Linked DNA regions of Mus musculus: region 1 is linked to region 2. The links are chromatin contacts, called in public Hi-C maps. All regions are on one chromosome and are shown on one strand. The core of a region is the stretch at or near the end of the contact, and the rest is flanking DNA. Distances in the headings are between cores, read along the strand shown. Region 1 overlaps St3gal1 (ST3 beta-galactoside alpha-2,3-sialyltransferase 1). Region 2 overlaps Ndrg1 (N-myc downstream regulated gene 1).

Region 1 (4,935 bases), core at 116-2,615, 170 kb before region 2:
AGCAGTGAATGCTGGCACTTGGGTGACTTTCTCCTTATTCAGTCCAGAATAATGTCACCTATATTCAGGAGAGGTCTTCCCAGCTCAGTTAAACCTTTCTAGAGAACCTTTTTCATAGAAATCCTTTTGAAAAAAAGAAAAAAACATGTGTGTGTATGTGGGGTGTGTGTGTATGTGGTGTGTGTGTGTGTGTGTGTGTGTGCATGTGAAGGTGCCTGTAGAGGTCAGAAGTGGGCATAGATCCCTCAGAACTGAGATTACATACGGGCCTGTGTATGGTGTCCAATGTGGGATCTAGGATTCAAACCCTGATCCTCTATAAGAGCAGTCAGTGCTCTTAACCTCTGAGCCATTTCTCCAGCTACTTCCTTCTGCATTCATAAGATTTATTGTGCTTCTATGGAAATTCTAAACCTAGTCAATGTGACAAGGAAAAGGATCCATCACACCCGGGTATACTACGCACAAAGGCTGTTAGGCGATAGCTCCGTCTGGGATGGGCCAGCCAAGTAGAGGTAAAATGGAGAGGCATGGGAGCTGCCAGGCTTGGTTAGAGTTGTCCTAGGGATCTGTAAGGCAAGCAGTGAGGATCCGGTCTGAGAATATGGATAGAAAACGAGTGCTTCTCAGAGACCAGTCACTTGCAAAGTTGAGGAAAGCGAGGAGGTGTGAGACCTCAGGCATTTAGGGAAGCCATTCTGGCTGGGACCCTGAAACCAGGAAGCTTCAGAAAGTCAGCACAGAACACACCTACCTTCAGCCTTAAGGTAGTCCTTAGGCATGTCCTCCGGGGCAGTGTCAAGCCACCTGCAGCCACCACCACTAAGGTAGGACAGAAGGAAGGCCTCGGCTCACTCTTCTATCAACCCAGACATCGACTAACAGACTCCAGAGCTGTCTGAGCAGTGCATCACTAGAGGGGGAGGGCGTATGAAGGAGGGTAGGTAAACCCCCTCACTGTGGTAGACAGTGACCCAATTGGGGGTCCCGGTCAGCAATAAACAGGACTCCCTAAAAGTCCTCGGCTGGCATATAGCAGTGATACCTTTGTGTAGGACTCAACCATTTTAAAAGCAGACAGCTCCCTAGCTCTTGGCTGCCCCTTGCTTTGACTTTAACCACAAAGTTCTAGAATTCACCTGGAAGATTTCAACATCTCCAGTCTCCCAGGCTTCCCAGACAGCTGTACTGAGCAACATCTTCAGGGAGGAAGCTAGTCACCAAGTGTCAACAGCAGATGCTCTGAGAAGTCCTCAGCTGCTGGTGATAAGTGGCCCAGGAGCCTGAGCAAGCGGCATTCCCCTCCACCGGCGAGCCCCAGCCAAGAGCTTTCCAGCTCTGACTCACTGGGCCGTGGGTTCTCCAAATGAGGGATTAAAGCAGAAGTGAGGCACACCCTTGTATGAGAACACAGTAACCCCAGATCCTGCTCAGGGGATGCAACTTTCAGAGCCAGCATCTGCTTCCTGGAATTTCTTGCTTAGCACAGAGTAGATGTGCCAGAGACAGGAAAGGAAGGGCAGGGCGATGTCTGGGCTTTTCATTTCCAAGTCTGAGAAAGCACCGTATTTGAGGGGAGGAGCAAGTTCAAATTCACGGTTCAGTTCCTGGGTGCGTAGATTCAGTCAAAGGCTTCCCCACTAAGCCTCAATCCCATCACCTGTGCATTGGTGATGAAGATAACTCATTTCCATGCATGTTAGATGCCAGGAGGCTCTGCTTGTACTTTCTATAGACCCTTAAAGAAGAGTGACCGTTCTGCCTTATGGAGCAAACCCAGCAGAGAGGTAGAATGACCTACACAGGGCCTATCACCTGGGAAAGGTAGGCTCAACATTCCCTAGGCCTAACTGACGACAAAGACTTGCTCTAGTCAAAGCCCAGTGCACGGGACTCATCAGAGGTCTAACAGGTGGCAGCTAGGACCCTGAACTGCAAAGTACAAAGAACCAGTTGGCCCCATCCAACCCTGGGGCCCAGTGTTATAAGGGTGATGGGCCTCTCCTGGGGGGGGGGGGAGGTGTACTCTCACAGGCTCCAAAGGGCAGTACATTCGTACGCCTAAGCATGGGGGAAGGGAATCGGAGGGACAGGCAGGTGGAAACTGGAAAGTAAAACCACTGTGGAGAAGCCCCTGGGCAGTCAACTAGCTAGCTGCTAGCTCACTGGGTCAGCCTCACTGTTTGGCTATTTGCTGTATCTCTAGTTCTGGGATCCCTAACACACACACACACACACACACACACACACACACACACACACACACACTGTTAGGACCACTTTCCCCGGGGCCTCAGAAAGCACCGAATAGTCAGGTGCCACCACCTAGAGGAACTGAGACAGGGTGTCCCTGGCTTGTATTCTTTAATGCCTGGTATCATTTGGTCCTTTAAATAAACTTGCCCTTGAGACAGTCCAGCCATCTTGGGGTACATTGTCCACAGGAAGCATCCGGGATTCAAGGAATAGAAACAGCCACGGCTGGTGTTATTTACACTCGGTGCTCTGTGCTGGTCCCCTTTATGCCAGTCATTCTTCCCACCTTGGCCTGAAGCAACAGTGTTTTAGGAAGCAAGGATCAGAGAAGTTCAGAGTCTGGCTCACAACGCACAGGAACTGTGTGGTGTGCCTTCTATGACTGTTTTTACTCTGGTGCTGTTGGCCAGGCTCCACTGAACACTTTCCATAAGAAGACTAGGTGGCACCAAATAGCCACTGATCAGGACAGGGCTTGAGAGCAGTTTGAAGAAGGCGCTCTCTTCTCTATAGCATGTTCGAGGCATTCCGCTGCCCTGGGTCTTACTCTCTGGTTTCTGGTTCTGCTATATGAAGCCAGTGAGCGAGAACCCAGAGGCCTGGAGATGGTCTACTTTTCAGTGATGAGAAAGACAAGATTTGGCCAAAAGTCATTGGGCCTTGAGTCAAGGCTGCCATCAAAAGAATGTCTAGCATAGAGATAATAAACAAGCTGTTTCTGGGCCCCTCTGGGCAGGGCAGAGGCTGTTGAGGCCCCAGTTGGTACTTTGTTCTTTCCTGCCTAGCCACCTGCTCAAGTTTATAAAGAGGGGCGATACGCTGAAACTCAGTGGAGCCTCCCTGTCTGACACGGGGTCTAACACGGGTAAGACCCTTTCTCCCCACCACGTCCAACAGTGGCTGCAGAGCAGACAACTCCAGGGAGAAACAGCCAAGGTCTGAAGGGTGGGGACAGCTGAGGGATGGGAGGTGAAGTAGGCTGAAGAGAAAAGATAAAGTGGAGATGAAGCTGCCTATGTCCTGCAAAGGGTGAATGCTGACTCCCAGGGCAGCAGTGAGACAAACGGAGATATGCTTGAAAGGGTGGAGAGATAGATTAAATTTTCAGACACTACGTCCAACACTGAGAGGCTGTGTCCATAGCAAAGGAAACCATGGGGTAAGAGACTTAGGCTCTTAACCATTATCCCTCATTGCAGGGCATTTGCTCATGTGTAAGCTTCGGAGGTTCATAGTTTAAGAAGCAGGAAACAGCAACTGAGAAACTAAAAGGCTAAGCTTCAGGCTCTGACCATTGTCTTCGGTCCTTTGATGTTTGTTTGTTTTGTTTTGGGCTGTGACAGCAGACCAGCCAGGAAACAACTTGAGAGAGGTTGGGTTTACTTTGGTTCATAATTTCATAGTATATGGCTTCAGGGTGCCAGGGTGGCAGAGCAGCCAGAGTGACTTTGTCCATGGTGACAAGAGAGCACAGCAGTGACAAAGTCAGGTGGATGAGGAGGCAAAGCTCAGGCCTGAAAGCAGGAAAAGCAAACAAATGGGAGCAACCCCACTGTAGCCCACAGAGAGCCCCTGAGGCTTGTGGCACAAGTCTGGAGAGAGAAATAATAACAAGGTCACCAGGTTTCATCTTTCTTTCTTCCTCCTTTGTACACAGATGTTCAGCAAACCCTATGCCTTCCAGGAGATGCCCTTTCAGTCCCCATTCCTTGGAACAGCCTAGGAGACACAGCTCTAATTAAGGATTATTGGAGGAGGGCGGCCAAGCATCCTCGCATCCTGCGCCAAGACCTTTTACAGATTGTCCAGGGGTTCGCTCAGGCTGAGAGTAACTAACTAAACTTGATCCCCGTTTGAGCTGGGGAGAACACTGCTCTTCCCAGGTTTCACTCAAGTGTCATCAAGCCACATTCTTGACTTTGCTTGGGTTGCAGAAGAGGTAGACCACGCTGCTTACCAATACAGGCAAGACTGACTGCATGGCACAGACTACCCTCGTGTGCCACACAGCAATGTCGAGAACACAAACCTAGGCGTGTCTCCAACAGGCTGAAGTTTGCCCTAGCTGCTTCTGAGATCTCCCTGCGGACTCCCTTTCCTGCTGCCTGCTCCTGTGTCTCTGAGATTTCTGTTCAGCTCTAGGAGGGGGGTCTCCTCTCTTCCACCCTCCCATCAACACAGAGGACCCAGCAAAGGGTGGAGGTGGTGAACATGAGGAGGAAGACCCTCAAGTACCTCACCTTCTTCCTGCTCTTCATCTTCCTCACTTCCTTTGTCCTGAATTACTCCAACACGGGAGTACCCAGTGCCTGGTTCCCCAAGCAGATGCTCCTGGAACTCTCAGAGAACTTCCGCAGGTTCATCAAGTCACAGCCGTGCACCTGCAGACACTGCATCAGCCAGGACAAGGTATCATATTGGTTCGACCAGCGCTTCAACAAGACTATGCAGCCCCTGCTGACAGTCCACAACGCTCTGATGGAGGAGGACACATACCGGTGGTGGCTGGTGAGCAGAATAGGGTCTGGGAGTGGGATTGGGGGAGTCCTGGGGACCCACCAAGCATTTGACAGCATTCAGAGTATCATCCCTGCCCCTCCACCCCTCGCCATCCCTTCACTCAGCAACTGTTTGTCGAAAGTCTATTATGGATACATCAGAGAAAAGCCCTAGTGGGGG
Region 2 (5,436 bases), core at 231-2,730:
GGGCTTTGTGTCCCAGGGGACTTATTTTGAGGACCAATAAGGCATATGGTTCAGGAGACCCCCTGTACTGGGGGTTCAAGAAGCTGGGTATTCGTGCCTGTGCTTGCCAGTGCCTACCTACGATTGACTGTGTCCTCTGGTGTCTGTCTGTGCCTGCCTGCACCCATGCCAATGGGCCTATGAATGCTGTATCATCACTACCTCATGGACACTACCACAGGTTCAAATCCATATTCCAGAGAGTGAGGAGGGCTCTGGCTTGCTTGCTTCAGAAGTCTTCAGGGATAGGACCCCCTGTATCTCTCTGTCCTGGTTGGAACCGAGCCAGGTTATGAGTTTATGCGCTCACATGTGTTTGAGACAGTATATAGCCCAGGCTGTCCTCAAACTCTCCATCTTGCTGCTGTCTTACTTTCCTCGGTGCTAGGATTATAAATGTGCACAACCACAAACACCTAGGGTAAGGTCTTGGTGAGATGCCACACTGGGGACTAGGCATGTAGCACAGTGGTAGAACATTTGTCTAGTTAGTAGGTGTGAGGCCCTGGGTTCCAACCCCAGTATATGCACACAGCAGAAAAGAAAATATAGCATTCAGAGACTATACTTTAAAGGTGGGACCCTGGAAGGAGGGTTCATCCCTTGTGTTTTGTACTAGTGAATCTATGTGCGTTCTTTTATCCGGGTGTGCTATACTAGTACATCCATGTGCACTTCTGTGCACATACAGACATTTGTGGGTACTATTCACTAGGACATCAGTGTGTACTGTTCTATTTAAGACTAGTATATCCATGTCCATGTGCATGCAGTGTTGTGGTATTCTATTTATGTGTATCATGTTACCAGTATTATCTATGAGCACTGCTATTCCAGGAGATCTGTTATTCGTACATCCATGTTTACTGCTGTGCTTGTACATCCATGTGCATTGCTGTAATTAATTCCCACCTGCTCGACTGCTACAAACATGTGTTCTGCCATTTTTGTTACACGCATGAGGACTGGTATGCAAGTACACCCATGTGCACTGTTGTATGTGTACGAATGGCTGTCTGTGCTGCAGTTGTGCCCCAGTTGGGGAATCCCTGTCCTCATGGGCTTTACAGCCTTATTCTGACCACCCCAAGTCTTGTAGGATGGAGGCTGTTCATGTGACAGGTTAGGGTGACTTTTCCAGAACACAGCTCCTGAGTGGGTGGCCCTCCCTATCTATTCTTCTCTCACATTAGACTATGGGTGCTGCCTCTCCTACCTCATGAGACACATGGGTCCTAGATTCTGGAAGGATGTTTTTGGCACCTGAAATTTTCTGTGCCTGTGTCACCTGCATGATTCTGACCACCAGTTGTAGCTTGGAGGTGTCACACAGCCCTTTAGGGCTTTTGCAAGAGATGAAGGATCTGGAGAGAAATGGCCCAGCTACACGGAAGTCCTCAGTGTCCCCAGCAGACCTCGGGAGGGCAGCCAAGAGCCAACCACAGCAGAGGAGGAAGCTGTTGCTTTCAGACGAGGAAATTGCTCCTGGGACATGCTTCCTCAGAAGCCTAGAGTGACAGCAAAGAGGACAGGCACCAAGGGCCAAAGGCAGGGTCACAGAGGGTCATAGATGTTCACAACCGGCTTCATGGGAGGTTCATTTGACATCGGGCAGGGTAAATGAGCCTTCTGGGAGCTGAGGACTCGGAACGAAGGTGAAGCCTGTCTTTTTGAGGGTAGAAGAAAGAGACATATTCCTTGTTCTCTCAAGTGAGCATGGGGGGTGTGGGGGTGCTGTGGATTGCTAAGAACTGGCTTCAGAGTAGAGCAGGAGAGAGAAGGAATTTAGGGGGATCGTTGCAGGTTCTCTGCTCAATCCAGAATGGGAAGTTGTTGGCCCATTACACTGACAGTCCCAGGAAGTAGAGGCCATGCTGAGACTAATGCCTCCTTTCTGTCTTTATCAACCCCAGGATGATGGTTTAATGCAGGCAAATATTTGCCTATTGGCTGCTAGTTAAACATTGCTAGGTCAAGCCCAGCCCCACTTCCACAGTGAGTCAGGTTAGCTCCACTTGGTATCACCTAACAGTGCCTGGCATTTGAGAGGTGCAATGTGAGAATTGGCCTCAGTCTGTGAAACAGAGTGTGTCAAGGGAGCTGGTGTTTGTGTGTGTGTGTATGTATGTATGTATGTATGTATGTATGTATGTATGTATATATGTCTTAGTAGCTCTTCTATTTTGTGAAGAGACACCATTACAAAGGTAACTATTTAGGAAAAAAAAACACATGTAATTGCAGCTTGTTAACAATTTCAGTTATATCCTGGCAAGGAGCATGGCAGCACAAATGGTGGTGGAGCAGTAGCTGAAATCTATATCTTGACCCATGGCTGAGGTGGGGAGGGGAGAAGGAAAGGTGAACACTGGGCCATGTATGGGCTTCTGAAAACCTCAAAGCCCACCCACAGTGATGTACTTCTTCCAACAATCTTAATTCTAACCCTATCAGAGCTCCCTTCTCTGCTGACTAAGCATTCAAATATATGAGCCTGTGGGAGCCATTTTTATTCAACCCACCCATTGCATTGTGCTTTGCCACAGGAAACTGAGGTTGTTCTTTGAAATGGGGAGTGACTTCTAGGAAGCCTCAAAGAGCAAATACCTATTATCCATGGGATAAGTGAGACACAGGAACAAGAAGTCAAGGAAACTCAAGCCAGATGCAGACAACAGAGTACTTTTCAGGCAATGTGACTGGGGCCACCTGTCTCTGGATTGTAGCGCATAACCTGCCAGGGTCCTGTCTTCTACCTCCTGATACAGCTTTGCTCTCCTTACCTTTTCATTTTCCCTTCCCCTCTTCTCTCCTTCTTCTTCCCCTCTCCCTTCCTTTTCTTTCCTCTTTCTCCCCCCTTCTCCTCCCCCTCCCACTTCACATTCCCCTTCCCTTCCCTTCCCTTCCCTTCCCTTCCCTTCCCTTCCCTTCCCTTCCCTTCCCTTCCCTTCCCTTCCCTTCCCTTCCCTTGCTCTCTCCTCCTCTCCCCTCCTCTCCCCTTCCCTTTCATTATCTCCCCTTCCCTCCCCTCCCCTCCCCTTCCCTCCTCTTCCCTCCCCTCCCCTCCCCTTCCCTTCCCTTCCCTTCCCTTCCCTTCCCTTCCCTTCCCTTCCCTTCTCTTTCTTTTCCTTTCCTTCCCTTTCTCTTCTGATCTCAGACATCTGCTGTTGCCAGTGCAGAGCTCTAGAGACCATAGGAGGTGTGTACTTGGGGTATCCTCAGAACACAGTTGGGAGCATGGCATGTGTCCATAGTCAGTGGGTCAGCCACCCTAAAACTGTGAATCCCAGGTGATGGGCCTCTGTCTGTGGTCTCTCCTCAGGAGCAGGATATTGAGACCCTACATGGCTCCCTGCATGTCACCCTGTGTGGGACCCCCAAGGGCAACCGTCCTGTCATCCTCACGTATCACGACATCGGCATGAACCGTGAGTTTGGGAAGCTGGAATGCTTGGGGAGGGCTGGCGGAAGTCAGCTGCTCTTACTGCTTTTGGGACTTCTTGTTTCCAGCCTCAGCCTGGGAAAACCTGAAACATACTCTGCTGTTAGTACTGGATGCTCTGGGGACAGGAAGCGAGCCCCACTGCTGCCTAACAAGTGTTACAATGACTTAAAGATTAATATATGCAATGGCCTTTGATACTGTAGTCATTCTGAAAAGAAGCCTTGTTTCTGTTCTCCACTGCCCTGATCTTCCATATTCCCCAGCCCTGCTGAGGACACCTCGTCTCCTCTATGTCTCTAGAATGTCATACAAGCACAGTCCTCCAGTGTGTAATCCCTCATGATTAGCTCATGACCAGCTTAGTCCATGTTTTCAAGACTGATATATGTTGTAGCTTTGTCAATACTTTACTTTCTTGATGGTGAATAAGACCCTACTGAATGGAAACCACACTTGGTCTTCCATTTTTTCCTCTAACACATAGCATTATCAGACCTGTCACAGCAATACCTCACTTCTAGTACCAATTTCTGTCTTAGTCACTGTTCTACTGCTGGGAAGAGACACCATGACCAGGGCACCTCTTACCAAAGAAAGCATTTAATTGGGGGCATGCTTATAGTTTCAAAGGTTTAGTCCATGGTCAATGACAGAAAGCATAAATCAGGCAGGTGCTGGAGAAGTACCTGAGAGCTACATCCTGATCTGGAAGCAAAGAGAGAGAGAGACTGGGCCTGGCATGGGCTTTTGAAACCTCAAACTCTGCCCCTCAGTGACACAATTCTTCCAACAAAGCTATACCCAATCCTTCTAATCTTTTCAAATAGTGCCACTCCCTGATGACTAAGTCTTCAAATACATGAGCCTATGTGTGTGTGTGTGGGGGGGGGCATTCTTATTCAAACCACCACACTGGAGGATGGATACTCAGGGTCTTTGCACTTACCTGTATTATAAACAGTGTTGCAGTGAATTTTCACGCAGTGGATTTTTAAGTTGAAAGGGAGTAAGCCAGGCTTGATGGCTTATGCATATCCTCTTAGCACTTGGGAAGCCAAGTCAAGGGGATTTCTGTGAGTTGGAAATCAACCTAGCCTACATAAGTTACAGGTCATCCAGAGCTACAGAAAACAAACAAACAAACAAACAAACAAAAGTCAAGTGTGGTAGTAGTGTTGCATCCCTCTCTAATCTCAGCAGTCATGGGTAGTGGTAAGAAGAACAGGAGTTCAAAGACAGCCTCAACTATATAGCTAGAGGTCTTTGCCTCAGCCCCTTAACAAATGGGAGACTTATCCTAGGAGACACAGGTAGATACCTCTTGCTTTACCTAACATACTTTTTGTTTGAAAATTATGTGTGCCTTGAAAGATGTCCCAGATCTTAAAGCCTGAGAGACCCAGAGAAGTTCAGGAGTGGATACATCTTGTACTATCCCCATGGCAACCTTTCCAGAGAGGAGACAGAGCCAGACCCTCAGCCACTTCTGGCACTGGCTGCAAATTGATGATTTAAGAAGCTTAGGGGCTAGTTCTACACTGCACCAGACATTAGTTCTATGACTCTTCCTTCCTCTATCACCAGAGGGAGGTCTGGTAGGAAGGGGTGAAGACTTATACTATTTCTTTTTAAGACAGAGTCTCATTATACAGTGAAACTTGTCTAGAACTCCATGGGTATAGATCAGGCTGGCCTCGAACTCACAGAGATGCACACTTTCTTGGGAGCCCCTCTGCTGCTGCTACATGAAGAAAAAAAATGAGTGTATACCTAACATCTTTCTCATTTGCCCCTTGGTGTGTCCTGCAGACAAGACCTGCTACAACCCCCTCTTCAACTCTGAGGACATGCAGGAGATCACACAACATTTTGCTGTCTGCCATGTGGATGCCCCTGGCCAACAGGATGGTGCCCCTTCCTTCCCAGTGGGGTAAGAGCAGAGACCTTCACCC

What was found. Hi-C and Micro-C count contacts between places; a contact is called where the count stands out from the background.
Region 1: a contact with region 2 is called in a Hi-C map of bone marrow-derived macrophages, with 31 read pairs. A contact is called at or near these places in 2 of 39 promoter capture datasets (the HPC-7 cell line and trophoblast stem cells), 5 of 484 Hi-C or Micro-C datasets (bone marrow-derived DN3 thymocytes, bone marrow-derived macrophages, embryonic fibroblasts and 2 more), 7 of 130 datasets of targeted methods (CD8 T cells, the NIH/3T3 cell line, double positive thymocytes and 3 more) and 3 of 9 other capture datasets (adipose tissue, liver and pancreatic islet).

What each region holds. Positions count from the first base shown.
Region 1 is chr15:67,113,336-67,118,270 of GRCm38.p6, reverse strand. It overlaps St3gal1 (ST3 beta-galactoside alpha-2,3-sialyltransferase 1), which reads left to right. Exons shown (of 9, transcript NM_009177.4): 4 at 3,914-4,764. The coding sequence starts at 4,468. Among named protein-coding and RNA genes, the nearest start is that of Gm31400, 54 kb to the left of the region's middle.
Region 2 is chr15:66,946,410-66,951,845 of GRCm38.p6, reverse strand. It overlaps Ndrg1 (N-myc downstream regulated gene 1), which reads left to right. Exons shown (of 16, transcript NM_008681.2): 4 at 3,362-3,467; 5 at 5,294-5,414. Among named protein-coding and RNA genes, the nearest start is that of Ndrg1, 21 kb to the left of the region's middle.